Regions from separate parts of the Mus musculus genome. Here all the other regions are linked to region 1. The links are chromatin contacts, called in public Hi-C and HiChIP or PLAC-seq maps. All regions are on one chromosome and are shown on one strand. The core of a region is the stretch at or near the end of the contact, and the rest is flanking DNA. Distances in the headings are between cores, read along the strand shown. Region 1 overlaps Pard3b (par-3 family cell polarity regulator beta). Region 2 overlaps Pard3b (par-3 family cell polarity regulator beta). Region 3 has its middle 38 kb from the start of Nrp2. Region 4 overlaps Pard3b (par-3 family cell polarity regulator beta).

Region 1 (3,205 bases), core at 188-2,687:
ACACGCACAATCCCAGCATGCACCCACAGCAGTGGCTCTCAATCTTTCTAATGCTGTGACCCTTTAACGCGGCTCCTTGTGTTGTGTTGACCCCCAACCATAAAATTATCTCTCATTTCTACATTATAAATGTAATTTCACTACTGTTTTGAATTGTAATGCAAATATTTGACATGATGGGTGGATGATATGTGACCCCACAGAGAACTGCTGACCTACATGGAGATGGGAGGCAGAAGCAGGAAACTCACCAGGAGCTTGGGAGCCAGCTAGCCTGCCATGCGTTGCAGTAACAAGACAGACACTGCCTCAAGGCAAAGAAGAATGATGCTCAAGCCTGCCCTTTGACCACACTCGTGTTGTCCATATGTCTCCCACATGTGAACACATACACACATACATGTGTGTACAAGACTTTTCAAAGGAGATGGGGAATAAGGGGGAAAAGGAAAGAAAGAAAGGAGGAAAAGACAAACAAAAGAAAAAGAAAAGAAAGACAGAGGAGGGAAGGGAAAGGGTTCAGAAGAAGAAGGGTTGTCAAGGGCCTAGGTGTGTGCCACTGGAGGGGTGTGAATTTGCATGGGTGAGGGGAGCCAGAAGATTATTGCAATACAGCCTAGGATAGGAGAGAGGAGACCTAGTCTTCTCATTAAACATGGAAAAAGAAGGGTGTGAAGCAAAGACTTCTAAAGTGTCTAAGAAAGTCTTCAGCTAAGAAAAATCAAAGAACGCGTAAGATTCTCCTGAAAAAGTCAAGGGTAGTTCCTGATAGTGCTGAAGGCTAAATGTCTCCAGGAAGGAGACCATGCCTCTCCAGGAGCAGCTGCAAAGAGGAGGGGACAATCGGGGCTTAATATTTGCCAAAGGCATAAGAAAGCCCTACGTGGATAAGGAAGCCATAGATAACACTGGCTTTAGGGGAATCTAAATAAGTACTTGTCAATGCGTTCATGCCTAACTCCTGACTCACCAAGCCACCTTGAGAAAGATAAAGATCTTTACACCCTGGCCCCACTGGCCAGTCTTTTAGGAAAGAAAAGGAGTGAGTTTGGTAGGTCTTAGTCCTTTTCTGTGCTTAGCAACTTTCCTATTCTTATTTATCTCTCCTTAGTTTCTATAAACCATCACCTTTAAATGTATCCTGCTGTTTTCAAAGGGCCTCTCTTCCTCTCTCCCCACCCCACTCCTTTAAAAGTGTGACTTTGGTCTGGTTTCTCTGCGCCTTTCACCTCTCCCAGAGTGAATTTATTGCAGCACAGCAGCCAGGAAGCGTTCCTTCAGTGAGATGGGCTGAGATTCATTTAGGCCCAGAGACATGGACTCCTATAAAGCAGCTAGATGATCCCTTGTAGTTTTATCACCTCTCTGGGGCTTTGGCTCCTTCCTAATCTGTTGTTTTGTGGCTTAGTCAGAAGATCATTCTCATTGATAGGAAAGAGAGGAGCCTTTGGAATGCTAATGGTCGCTGTTGTCTCTCCTGTCATCTGCTAATACTGTACTATCTGCCCCCAGGGGGGTATGAATCATGCCTCCTGTTCACTCTAAACATACGTTAACAATTCCTTTTATTGTCTCCTGCATTTTCTCTCAAGCCTGAGCTCACTCTCAGATGTAACCACTCCCAACACAACTGGTTTTACCGAGTCCTTTTGAGTTGGATTTGGATTATAGGCTGGTTTCTACAGTTCCTGTTTGATCATATCTCCATGCCTCACCTTTCCAGGCACTGCAGTCTAGCTCCCCTAGGTAGCCTCCACTCCTGCCTCAGGTTTTCCTGTCACATGTCTGTCTTCTCCCTCCCTTCCTTCTTACGCTGTCTTGTCTTTTCCTTTCTTTTCTATTTGCTTAGACTCTCATCTTGGAACTGTCTTGTTCTTTTCTCTGGGAGCGCAGAGATTTGTCTCCTCCAGATCTTGGGAAGTGCAGCTTGTAGACAGCTTGCTTTTACCATTTTAAGCCTATAGAGAACTGTGGGCTGAATGGTGATTAGTAGGCGTGTGATGTTTGGGAAAGACTCTATGTCGGATTGCTTACCCTGAATCTTTCTCCCAGTGTTGCCATCACTGACTTTGCTTTATTGGTTCCAAAAAAAAAAAAAAAAATAGCTCCCAATGCCTCCAATTTATGAATGGCTAAATGACCAAGCTTAAAATTTACCTTTCTGCTTTTAGGAAAGTGCAGCTTTAGAAAATCATCTATGTCTCTAAATAGCAATATATGTTGTCTTCACAATATAGCATGTAATGTGTAAGAACAATAATGTCCATGTTTTCTGGTGACTAGATCCTCTGCCACACATTTCCACTGTAGTATAGCACCTAATTTGCTTCAGTGTCTTCTGACTGGTGTGTTTATAAAATGATAAAGAGAGGGGGGATATGTTCTATGGAGGTGTAGTGAGGTGTGGGGGAAGGGGGTTCCTCGGCGGGCCTATCCAGAGGCATCCCTTCCCGCTGAGGGACCAGCCACAGGACTTTATAGAGTAGAATAGTTTATTAAGGGCATGAGGAGGGGAGTTAAGAGGGCAATAGAGGCAGAGGGCAGAGAAAAGCAGAGACAGAGAGAGAGAGAGAGAGAGAGAGAGAGAGAGAGAGAGAGAAAGGAGAGGAGAGGAGAGGAGAGGAGAGGAGAGGAGAGGAGAGGAGAGGAGAGGAGAGGAGAGGAGAGGAGAGGAGAGGAGAGGAGAGGAGAGGAGAAGAGAAGAGAAGAGAAGAGAAGAGAAGAGAAGAGAAGAGAAGAGAAGAGAAGAGAAGAGAAGAGAAGAGAAAAGAAGAGAAGTAGAGGCCAGCCATAAGCCTGTGGAGAGAGAAGGGGGAAAGGACAAAAGGACAGAGCAAGAGAGCAAGAGGAGGGGCCAAACAGCCCCTTTTATAGTGAGTCAGGCATACCTGGCTGTTGCCAGGTAACTGGGATGGAGCTTAGACAAAATGATGACACTGACTGAGTATGAAAAGTACTTCTTACTCATGGCTCTATGACATTTGTCTACAAATTGTGACATTTTTCTATTTAATGGTCCCTCCTAATCCATGTTCCTAATTCTTTTCTGCTCCACATTTACTTGAGGTGCTTGAGAGATACCCATAATTAAAGTTATTTGGTAGCAATGTTATATGCTGCCAAGGAACAAACCCAAGGCCTTGCACATGCTAGCCAAGCTGGCTCTCATGAAGCTACATGGTCTACCTTCAAAAAGACAGATTTG
Region 2 (3,046 bases), core at 395-2,894, 470 kb before region 1:
GCTGCCCTGCTCCTCCTTCACACACAATTTTACTAGGCTTCATGCTTTGACTTTTTCCCTATAGAACACTTGGATGCCATTCCATCCTTGCAGCAATAAAATGCAGTTACAAGCTGTTAGACCCATTTTAGCAGACAAGGAAATGGGCTCAGAGAGCCAGGGCCCCTGGTTTGAGATCATGCAGCTAGTAAAAGGAGAAACGGGATTCCCATCTGACTCTTGGATCTGTGTTTCTATTCACTCTTCACTCTTCAGAATACCTTCCTACCTATACGCAGTGCTTTTCTCTTTCCTCTTTCAAAATTCCAATTATTTATTTGTTTGTTTACTTATTTATTTACTTGCTTGTGTGTGTATGTGTGTGGTCATGAAAGAAGACAAATTGTTGGAGTTGGTTGTCTCCTTCCACCACATTGGGCCTGGAGCTCAAACTCAGATTACCAGGTTTAGGCAGCTCGTGCCTTAACCCAGTGAGCCATTTCTCCAGCCCAGTGAGCCATTTCTCCAGCCCTCGTAATCCATTCATAAGCAGCTGGTTTATTCCAGATCCACTTTAAATCATTAAGCAGTGTGACCCTATCTGTACATTACTGTTTGCCTCAAGCAGGAGCCTTAGTCCCAATAACCATTATCCTCTGTTCCCAGTCATACTTTTTTAAATGTTGCAGAATGTTATGTCTTCTGTATTGACTTTGTCTGTGTGTGCACTGGGCTTCAAGAGGGCACATCTCCTCCTGGTGTTGCCTTCTCAATGGTCTCTTGGGGAAGTTTGATTCACAGAGAAATTCTTGATCCATTTAGAAGAGCTTCTGTTTAGCTTGGTTTGGTTTTTACCAGTGTTTGTGTGGAACCCAGCCTACATGCTAAACAAGTGCTTTACCTCCAACCCCTCACCCTCATTACCATTTGTACAAAGTTAATCACATCTTACTGGAGGTATATAAAAAGAGGATTGAGTCTGACAGTTTTAAAGTGAGATTTAAAAAGGGGGCGCCTTCTATGAGCCACAGAGCACATCTTTAGCTTGTGAACACCTCATTCACCAAGGACTCCCCTGCAGAGTGACCAGGAAAAACCTGTCCAGAGAGAATCCTCCAGGGTCTCACTGGGGGTTGAGTGACCACCTACATTGTCTTCAAAGCCCTTGACAGGATCTTCAGTTAGATTTTAGGACTACCCTTTCCCTGGCCTCCAAAGCTTTCTGAGGCCTAAAGTGAAGAGGAAAGTGCCCTCTAGCTTGGGGATAATTGCAGTGGGGCTGTTGTAAGACACTGGCTTCAGTCTCAGAGGCAGTGGGTACTTTCCTGTCTCTTGTCAGGCAGAGCTTGTAAATGGAAACTGGTACAAAGTTCATGAAATAATTACATTAAAGACATTAAATGTAGCTTCAGTCTTTTGTCTCCTGACATAGAATAACCCAGGGGACCTTTCACAGAGCCCTCTTTAAATACATAATGGTTACAACTGAATCCAGTTGGTAAATGTTGTGTGCAGCTAGTTTAAATGCAAATATTTTCTAAAAGTAGACTGTATAGAACACTTTGTGGTGAAAACCAACTTTTTCCCTTCTGCTTTTCATTGTGGAATTTGAAATGTGTTTCTGTAGATGAAGTATTTGTTGAATGAGTGAAGGGTTCTGCTTTCATGTTTGCTCTCTGTCTCCTCTCACTTAAGGTCATACTAAGCCTTAGCAAACACAGGCTTAAAGGTTAGGGCCAGGCTAGCCCATCCATCTGAGTTGCTTAGACCCTTCCCCAACCTTCAGCTTTGCCTCACGGGAGCTATTTCCTCATTTCTGGGTTGATCCTGCTCTCAAGGCCAGAGGCCTCTGGACACTCAGAGTCTGCTAGCTCTCTGTGGTTCTCCCTCACATCGTGCTCCTATTAAAATTTAAATTGTATTAAAATGTGTATTACCAGTAGAAGCCTCTGCCTGATATTGTCTGAAGACTTAACTGAAATGTACTTAATTTGCAGACCCAAATATGAAAATCAAAGCTCACTGTTACAGACATTCTGCAGAGTGAGTTTATTTAAGGAAAACAGACCACACTCAGCACTATCACCCACAATGCCAGGGTTTCCTGAAGGCTCAATCTATACTGAGTTTCTGAATTGACACAGAATAAACAGTGGTAATTTTTTTATTCCCTGAGATGCAGGGACAGCAGTAGAGCATACACTTAGTAATGGGATAACTGGAGTCCCTGTGTAGACAGAAAAGCTCCGTGCTGCCACCCATGCCTTGAAAATACTACATGTCAGTTCAGAGGCGCCAGTTAGGAGCCCTCCCCTGCAGCTTTGTTCATTTCAGTGAGAGTTACCCTGGCTACAGCAATTTAACTATGGCATGTTTGTTCTTAGAACCGGGTAACTTCCTCAGACTGAGCATATTAAATTAGTTTCAATTTCCTGCCGAAATTTATAGACAGGTTGTAAATGAAAAAGCTGCCTCTGCTCTTCATTATCACTGTGCATTATAGTTGTTTTAAATAAAAATGTTATTTACTCGCACCTACTGTCAGATATAAAACTACAGAGGCACCCATCAATGGTTCTGTTGGCACCGTAAAGAAAATGTCATGTGCCAGCACACCTGGCTCTGTGTTACAGCATAGAGTTAGTGTTGCAAGGTGACTTTGATATGTCAGAAAAGCTAATTACGCCCCATCAAAGGACTGAAGAAATTGCCTTTTTTAATGAAAAGTTTTTATAGGAGCTGACAATGATCTTAGACAAAGCAGTAAAACTTAGGTATATAATTATATAAATTCTTTAAATTCTTATTAGACTTTGTTAATTGACACGTTACTATCCACTAATACAGAAAAAATGTTGAGCATACAAGCAGAAACAGGGTAAGACTACAAAACACAGTGGAAGCTTAAATTGAGTCTCTCTATTCTTCCTTTCGAATACAGTCCCAATTTGTCCTGATAGTAATTTGTTTAAATTATAACTGTATCTGTTCTGTGTGTATGTTTATGTATGTGTGTCTACATGTGTGCCACAGCATGCATAATGAGGTCAAGACTAGCTTGTTGAAG
Region 3 (3,294 bases), core at 712-3,211, 270 kb after region 1:
AAGGGATGGAAGTCAGAGAGCATTTACACTTTGCTTGCAGCAAAAGGGGGCTACCACTTAACAGTAGATCTTAGAGAGAAAAAGATGAGTATGTCATTAAAATTCAAGTTACAGACTTTCTTGGTGTGTCAAGGCGTTCCGGAGGTTTGATACGGATCCCTGTTATAGTCCACCTTCATTTCTAAGGCACAGAGGCAACATTCACATTGAATTTAATGAGTGAATCTTAGCCTGGTCTTGCTTCTTCCTGTTCTTAATTTTTCTACTGATGTATGTGCTGCATGTGTGCAAGAAAATTCTTTCCTGGAATTGTTCTGGTAAGATTCAAGAAAGAACAGTGAGACCAGAGGATCTAATGTTTTGACTACTGCTGAGAGCCCAAGAATCCCCTGGAACACTTAGTAAGTCCTGAGTCCCTCCATCACTCTCTGTCTCGACCCCTGCTATCAGAGGCCAATGAGCTAACGGGATGATAAGGATGACTTGAACTGAGTTCATCCAGGATGAGAAATGAGGGGACTTAGCTCACCCTCTGAGTTAAGAGAACTGGGTAAAGCCTCAGGCTGCACATCTCTAACATACTCCCAAGGTAGAGACTTCTACAACCAACCCAGTAACAACTCCTTGAGGAGCCATTTGACAAGTGCCACTCCTTACTGACAAGAAATCATAATTGTTTCTGTATGGGTTGAATAAAATAGCCCCCATAGGCCCACAGGGAGTGGCACTATTAGGAGGTGTGGCCTTGTTAGAGGAAGTGTATTACTGGGGGACAGGCTTTGAGGTCTCATATGCTCAAACTAAGCCTAGTATGTTAGTTTCTCCCTGCTTCTTCAGATCAAGATGTAGAATTCTCAGCTCCTTCTCGAGCACCATGTCTGCCTGAATGCTGTCATGTTTCCCACCATGATGATAATGGACTAAACCTCTGAAACTGTCAGCCAGCCCCAATTAAATGTTTTCCTTTATAAGAGTTGCTATGGTCACGGTATCTGTTCACAGAAATGGAAACCCTAACTAAGACAGTTCCAAGATGAGTTACAGAACATGAGTGACTGTAAAAAACAAAGTTGGATGGTGCTTACCAGAGGATAAGGTAAGCAGTGACCAGGTACCAAGAGGCTAAATGGATTAACTTATAGTTAGGTGGAAGCAAGAAGGCTGGTGTTCAGTTGTAAAGGAGGATGGTTACAGATTACAATGTACCATAGATTTCATAAAGCTAGAAGGAAGGACTTTCAAGTAGTCTTACTATACATAAATAATGAACATTTGAGGGTAATGAGGAAACACTAATTTAAACATTGTATAATATATACATGAGGTATATCAATTTTTCACATATTATCCATTATCATCACAATGTTTATGTTTTTATGTGCCATTTAAAATTAAGTTAATAAAGGTTAGATGTAAAAACAAGAAAGAAAAAAAAACCTAAATGTTAACTTCTGCTTACTTGAAAGAATGAAATGGTTGGTTGGCAATGGAGATTCCAGGTTTATACCCCAGACCAGTATTTGGTGCTGGTTGAGATTTACAGCTGTGGCAATGTTCCGTTACAAACTCCCCAGAGAAGTCTTCCCAGAAAACCTTGAGAAGAGGCTCTCTGCCATTTCTCCCACGCACCCTGAGCACAGGGCAAGCCGCAATGGCCTCCTGGGAGATCTGGGGTCTGCAGGCCAGGTCAAGGCCATCCTTCCCGTGTGGATGTGTCTGTTTTCTGTCTCAGCCAGCAACTTCCCCCAGTGGCTTCCCTTACCCAACCAGCCAGAGCCCAGAGCCTGGGGACACCCATCAAAGCCCTGCCCTGTGGCTGAGCAGAGGGTGGGCTCCTTCCATTCATTTCCCAGGCCCCTCCCCCTAGCATCCTGGATAAACTCAGACAGCTTAAGTCATCCTTATCGTCACACTAGCAAATGTGGCCATGCAGGGCAGAAACACAGGAAAAGGCCAAGACAAAAGGAAAAGCACACCACACCCTCCAGGCTCTGCAAAGCCAACCACTCCTTCCTCTTGCCTAGCAGGATGTAACATCTCCGGCATAATTTTTCCCCTCCTCTTTGTCCTCTTTTCTCCTTTTCTTTTCAAATAGACACATTTCAAATGTCAGTGGATGGCAGTGGGGCCAAGTCAAATGGGAGGAGACTGAACAGCTGAAAGGACTTGATCTTTGCAGCAGTTACTTCAAGGGAAGCTGGGACTCTCGCCCGCCCGTGCAGAGAACAGAGAATTCACAAGTAGCTCGAGTGCGCATTTGTTGTGCAACTCAGACTCTCTCTCTCTAGCTGACCTTCATTTACAGACCTGAACCAAAGCAGTTACACTCAGGAAGAGAATTCCTTCCTTCTTTCTACTCCCCTCTTTCCTTATCCCCAGAGGGATGGAAAGAGAACAAGACAGAGTTTAACTGAGGGAGACAATGCAAAAGGAGAGGGGCTCCCATCTAAAATCTGAGTCACTGACTGTGGCCAGTTTTTCATGCCTTCCTTCCAAAATCCAGAACGAGAGAGAGAGAGAGAGAGAGAGAGAGAGAGAGAGAGAGAGAGAGAGAGAGAGTCCAAATACTGCCCTGTCCCAAGAGGGCCGGGGTGCCCCGGGACACCCCATCCTTTAGATGAGTAATGCAGGCTTACTTGGCTGATGCCTTACTGAATCCTGTCATCACAGCAGCCAAGGAAAAATTATGTCTGTATGTTGTGCAGAGCCATAAATCCAAAGTGAGGTGGCATTCTCAGTCATTCCATATTTCAAGGCAAGAAAGTTTGTTCCTACAAGGCTGTTAATAATCAAAGTTTGTTTCCACCACCAGCCTCTCACAGACCCATCCTTGAGCCAGAGAATGTGAGGCACTTTGGGTAGGATTCTCAGTGGGTGGGGAGCTGATGCCCCAGAGTCTCCACTCACACAACCTGGCTGACTGTAAGCAGGAGGAGTGAGGGCTTTTTGGTTTACTGTAACCACTGGGATTGTTTAAGTTGGCTAAGTAAGATGGCATGAGAACTACAGATTAAGTGCTGGGGGACCTCCTTAGCTACAGGAACTCCATCTTGTACACACTCCCCATTTTGTACTAAGCTAAAGTCTAAGAAATGGCTTCTGGCCCCAGGTGTCCCCGATGAACCTACACTACAATATCCCACCCTAGGCTTCATTGCTTAATTTTCAGCCAGGAGCTCTTACAACATGCCTTTCAAGAAAACCACTGGGGATCAAGGTTCAGTCCCCTCTACCACATAGGTTCCCAGTTCTGACACACACCTCTAGTGCAGCACCTAGGAGACAGAGGTCAAG
Region 4 (3,286 bases), core at 229-2,728, 310 kb before region 1:
CATTTCATTTTAGAATTTAAACAATGAGCTGGTTCAGAGAATTAGTAAAAATTATAGGGTGAGAACAAGCCATTGTTATTCTGCTCATGAATTGTTATAGAGGCTAATTTTACAAATAAACCGTGAAGAAAAACAGAATAGAAATTAATTCCAACGTAGGAGATTCACTTATTTGGACTTCTTTTTCTGTCAACAAAATTGTGAGTTCTATAATATAAACTTAGCAAGCCCATCAGTCATAATGTTATACTTGTCTAATAGCTGTGTTCAAAGACTTCAAAAACACTTGGGATTTTAATTTTAGGTTTCTCTCTTATACCACTGCATCTAAAGATGTTCCTTTCTAGCTCTTCTTTCATTCCATCTTTTCTTAATAGGCTTTTCTAGTTTTGACTGATGTAGAAGACAAAAATACTTCTAGTACTTGGGTTAATTAGAATATGGGTGACAGAGTATGGTAAAATGTGATTTTAGTACTCTGCTCAAATCCAGTTTTGACACCGTTGAAGTTTATTTTGATGTAGCTTATTCTGAAGATCAACATCCTATTCTCTGAATGGCTAATACTGTAACCTATGAAGAATGTATAGATTGTGAATGATTCTTTCCTAAAATGTGTATAACTAAAAAAATAAAATTAAAATAAAATAAACAAGGAAGCTATTGCTATTATCCATTTAAACTCTATACTAATGACTTGTACGTTCCTGGTATGAGTTTTTAACCTTGGTGAGAATGGATTCAACTTTAAATTTTATTCTAATGTCCTATGAATGTCTATGCATTCATAGAAGAGCAATGAAGTTTTCCCTCTAAGATACCAGTAGTCTGAGTGTATTTGCCAAGGAAATAATAAAGACAAACATTTAAAGTAAAAGCCTGAATATCCATACAGAGGCAGTATCATAAAATGGTGTCTACAAAAACACACATCAATCCATTCAATGAAATAGCTGCCTTTAAAAATCTCCTGTCTAAACACAAGTAGCCAGGTATGTCCAAGGTCAGAGTCAAGGTTGAGAACCATGGGTTTTGTTGCTGATTGTTGTTATTGTTGTCCTCTTCCATGATGGCCTTCTGGGCGTCAGACAATTGAGAAACATCCGTAGTGCAGACTGGAAGGGTTAATGAACATTCTCCCAGCTTCTGAAAGGAATACAACTTTCTCTTCAGATGAGGATTTTTTTTTCTCTCTCTCTCAAAACATACACCCTCCTGAAGTGTGTGTTTCATTCTGGCTTCTGCTTACAAAGCAGAGTTAGTCATAGAATGACATCGTACAGACATTAAACAAGACTTTTCTTTCTCACGAGGGGGCCCCTTTCCTAATGGCCCTGTGCCATAAAGTTGAATTCTGAAGTAGATGAATCACATTTTAAAAGTCGCTACTGTGTGTGTTTTACGCTTGTGGAAACACGTAGCATCCTCCTAAGCAGCGTGTGGCTTGTGACAGAGGTGCTTTTGATGTCTGATTAGATGATCATGGAGACATCTGGAGTGAGTTAGGTTTAAAGTGACTGTTGTGAGCCAATGGAGGCTCCAAACCCTTCAGATAGAGTCAGGCTTTATTTTGTTTTCCCCTAAATCACAAGCTTTTGCGATATTTAACTGATTTTTTTTTTTTTGAGCCTTCTCTCCAGACAGATCTCCATACTTTTCCAAAGTAAAAATGGATGAATGGCATTTGTTGAAAAAAAAATCATCAAGGGTTATTGCTGTGGGAAGAAACTGGCAGCTAATGCATCTGAAGTCAGAACTGACCGACTTAGTACTGAGAATGATGGCTCTGTTACCTCTGCCTTTAATTTCAGTCACTACCAATCAAACATGTTAACATATAGATAAAATGTATCTGGTTTTAGTTCCATTCTTACAATGATCGAAAGCAAAGCAAGCAGATCTGGACGCAGCTGACACTGTTTAGATTGCAATGCTGCTGTGTGTGGAGAGCACTCATTGAGAGATTACTCATTAATACAGCAAATTGTATTTGAGTGGTTGCAAAATATGAGCATTGCATAGAGGCTGTGTAATTTCCAGAGAAATCCTTTACCCAAAATATTTGGGATTAGAAGTGTTTGGAATTTGCAATAATTCTGGATGCCGAAATAATTTCATTCATACATATATATATATATATATATATATATATATATAAAATATTAAAATATTATATATATAATATTAAATATATATATATATATATATATATATAATCTTAAGAACTAGGCCTGATACTAAGCATTAAATTTATTTGTTTTCTAAGCACCTTAGATACACAACCTACAGCAGTTGTATTCAACATTTAAATAATCTGATTTTTTTTTTTTTTTTTTTTTTGCTGTAGCCTACTCACAGGAATTGAGGGGCAAGCTTTTCCACTTGGGTTATCAGGTTAGTGGTGCTCAGTCAATAAAACAATGTTCTCTATGTATTCATGAGTAAGACTATTATTTATCTATAATAGATGGGTAGACTCATATACACACACACCCCATATGATTTTTTTGCCTTAAAATCCCTTTTTCAGAGCTTCCAAAATGTCCACTACATTTCTTCTTATGACAGTCTATGAAAACTCCTTTCCTTCTAAGGTCATGGAAAGACGCACATGGTCTTTGTCATCTGAAGCATTTAAGTGTCCAGGTCAGGGTTTTAAGTACATTCATTCACAGCCGTGCCTCTATCATCACTGCCTCTAGAGTTCTGCAGTTTACAAAACTGAATTCTGTAGCCATTAAAAATGATCTCTGCTGTCCAGAAACCCTGACAACTACAATTTACCCTTTTCTCTTCCTAATTTTGAAAGCCTGGGAAGCTCGCGGCAGCGGACTTGTACAGTCGCTGTCTTTGTGTGACCGGCTAATTTGATTAAGCGCGCCATCCTCAAGCTGTATGCATCCTGTACCACAGTCTACACTGATTTCCTGGTCGAGGCTCAAAGGAATCCTATTGTTCATGTTGTATTCTCTATCTGGAGGATTTTGTTGATGGAGATTAGATTATCTCTCATTTCGACTTGGGTATAGTGCTGCTATGGACATGTGTGTATCATATTTAAGTCCTTGTTTGCAGCAGCATATGATAGCACACATCTGCACACTGCTCAAACTTTGGGAGCTGAGAGTCTCAAATGAAAATTTAAGAAGCAACCTAACAGATGCATATACGTACACCCAACCAATGGACAGAAGCCAGGGACCCCTGTGGTTGAATTAGGGAAAGGTTGGTAGAAGCTGAGGAGGAGGGCGACCCCATAGAAAGACCAGCAGTCTCAACTAACCTG

What was found. A called contact is a pair of places that touch in the nucleus more often than the background predicts. HiChIP or PLAC-seq counts read pairs in DNA pulled down with a chosen protein or histone mark.
Region 2: a contact with region 1 is called in a Hi-C map of the N1E-115 cell line, with 7 times the contacts expected there. The contact joins two enhancer-like sites. A contact is called at or near these places in 1 of 15 datasets of contacts at CTCF or cohesin (pro-B cells), 3 of 484 Hi-C or Micro-C datasets (the N1E-115 cell line, nephron progenitors and trophoblast stem cells) and 1 of 9 other capture datasets (embryonic stem cells).
Region 3: an H3K27ac HiChIP or PLAC-seq map of trophoblast stem cells shows a contact between it and region 1, with 6 times the contacts expected there. The contact joins two enhancer-like sites. A contact is called at or near these places in 1 of 15 datasets of contacts at CTCF or cohesin (the NIH/3T3 cell line), 2 of 115 datasets of contacts at active chromatin or transcription factors (embryonic stem cells and trophoblast stem cells) and 1 of 9 other capture datasets (embryonic stem cells).
Region 4: a Hi-C map of the N1E-115 cell line shows a contact between it and region 1, with 2.4 times the contacts expected there. The contact joins two enhancer-like sites. A contact is called at or near these places in 1 of 484 Hi-C or Micro-C datasets (the N1E-115 cell line), 1 of 115 datasets of contacts at active chromatin or transcription factors (embryonic stem cells) and 1 of 9 other capture datasets (embryonic stem cells).

What each region holds. Positions count from the first base shown.
Region 1 is chr1:62,396,989-62,400,193 of GRCm38.p6, forward strand. The region is part of intron 18 of Pard3b (par-3 family cell polarity regulator beta); the gene reads left to right. Among named protein-coding and RNA genes, the nearest start is that of Gm34881, 130 kb to the right of the region's middle. Within about 2 kb of position 1,438, at least 32 of the 459 cell types and tissues checked have an H3K27ac peak or open chromatin away from gene starts, as enhancers often do. A contact at or near this core is called in the N1E-115 cell line and trophoblast stem cells, where this site is marked.
Region 2 is chr1:61,925,982-61,929,027 of GRCm38.p6, forward strand. The region is part of intron 2 of Pard3b (par-3 family cell polarity regulator beta); the gene reads left to right. Among named protein-coding and RNA genes, the nearest start is that of Pard3bos1, 62 kb to the left of the region's middle. Within about 2 kb of position 1,645, at least 19 of the 459 cell types and tissues checked have an H3K27ac peak or open chromatin away from gene starts, as enhancers often do. A contact at or near this core is called in the N1E-115 cell line, where this site is marked.
Region 3 is chr1:62,663,275-62,666,568 of GRCm38.p6, forward strand. No RefSeq gene overlaps it. Among named protein-coding and RNA genes, the nearest start is that of Nrp2, 38 kb to the right of the region's middle. Within about 2 kb of position 1,962, at least 47 of the 459 cell types and tissues checked have an H3K27ac peak or open chromatin away from gene starts, as enhancers often do. A contact at or near this core is called in trophoblast stem cells, where this site is marked.
Region 4 is chr1:62,084,828-62,088,113 of GRCm38.p6, forward strand. All of the region lies in intron 4 of Pard3b (par-3 family cell polarity regulator beta), which reads left to right. Among named protein-coding and RNA genes, the nearest start is that of Pard3bos2, 50 kb to the right of the region's middle. Within about 2 kb of position 1,479, at least 15 of the 459 cell types and tissues checked have an H3K27ac peak or open chromatin away from gene starts, as enhancers often do. A contact at or near this core is called in the N1E-115 cell line, where this site is marked.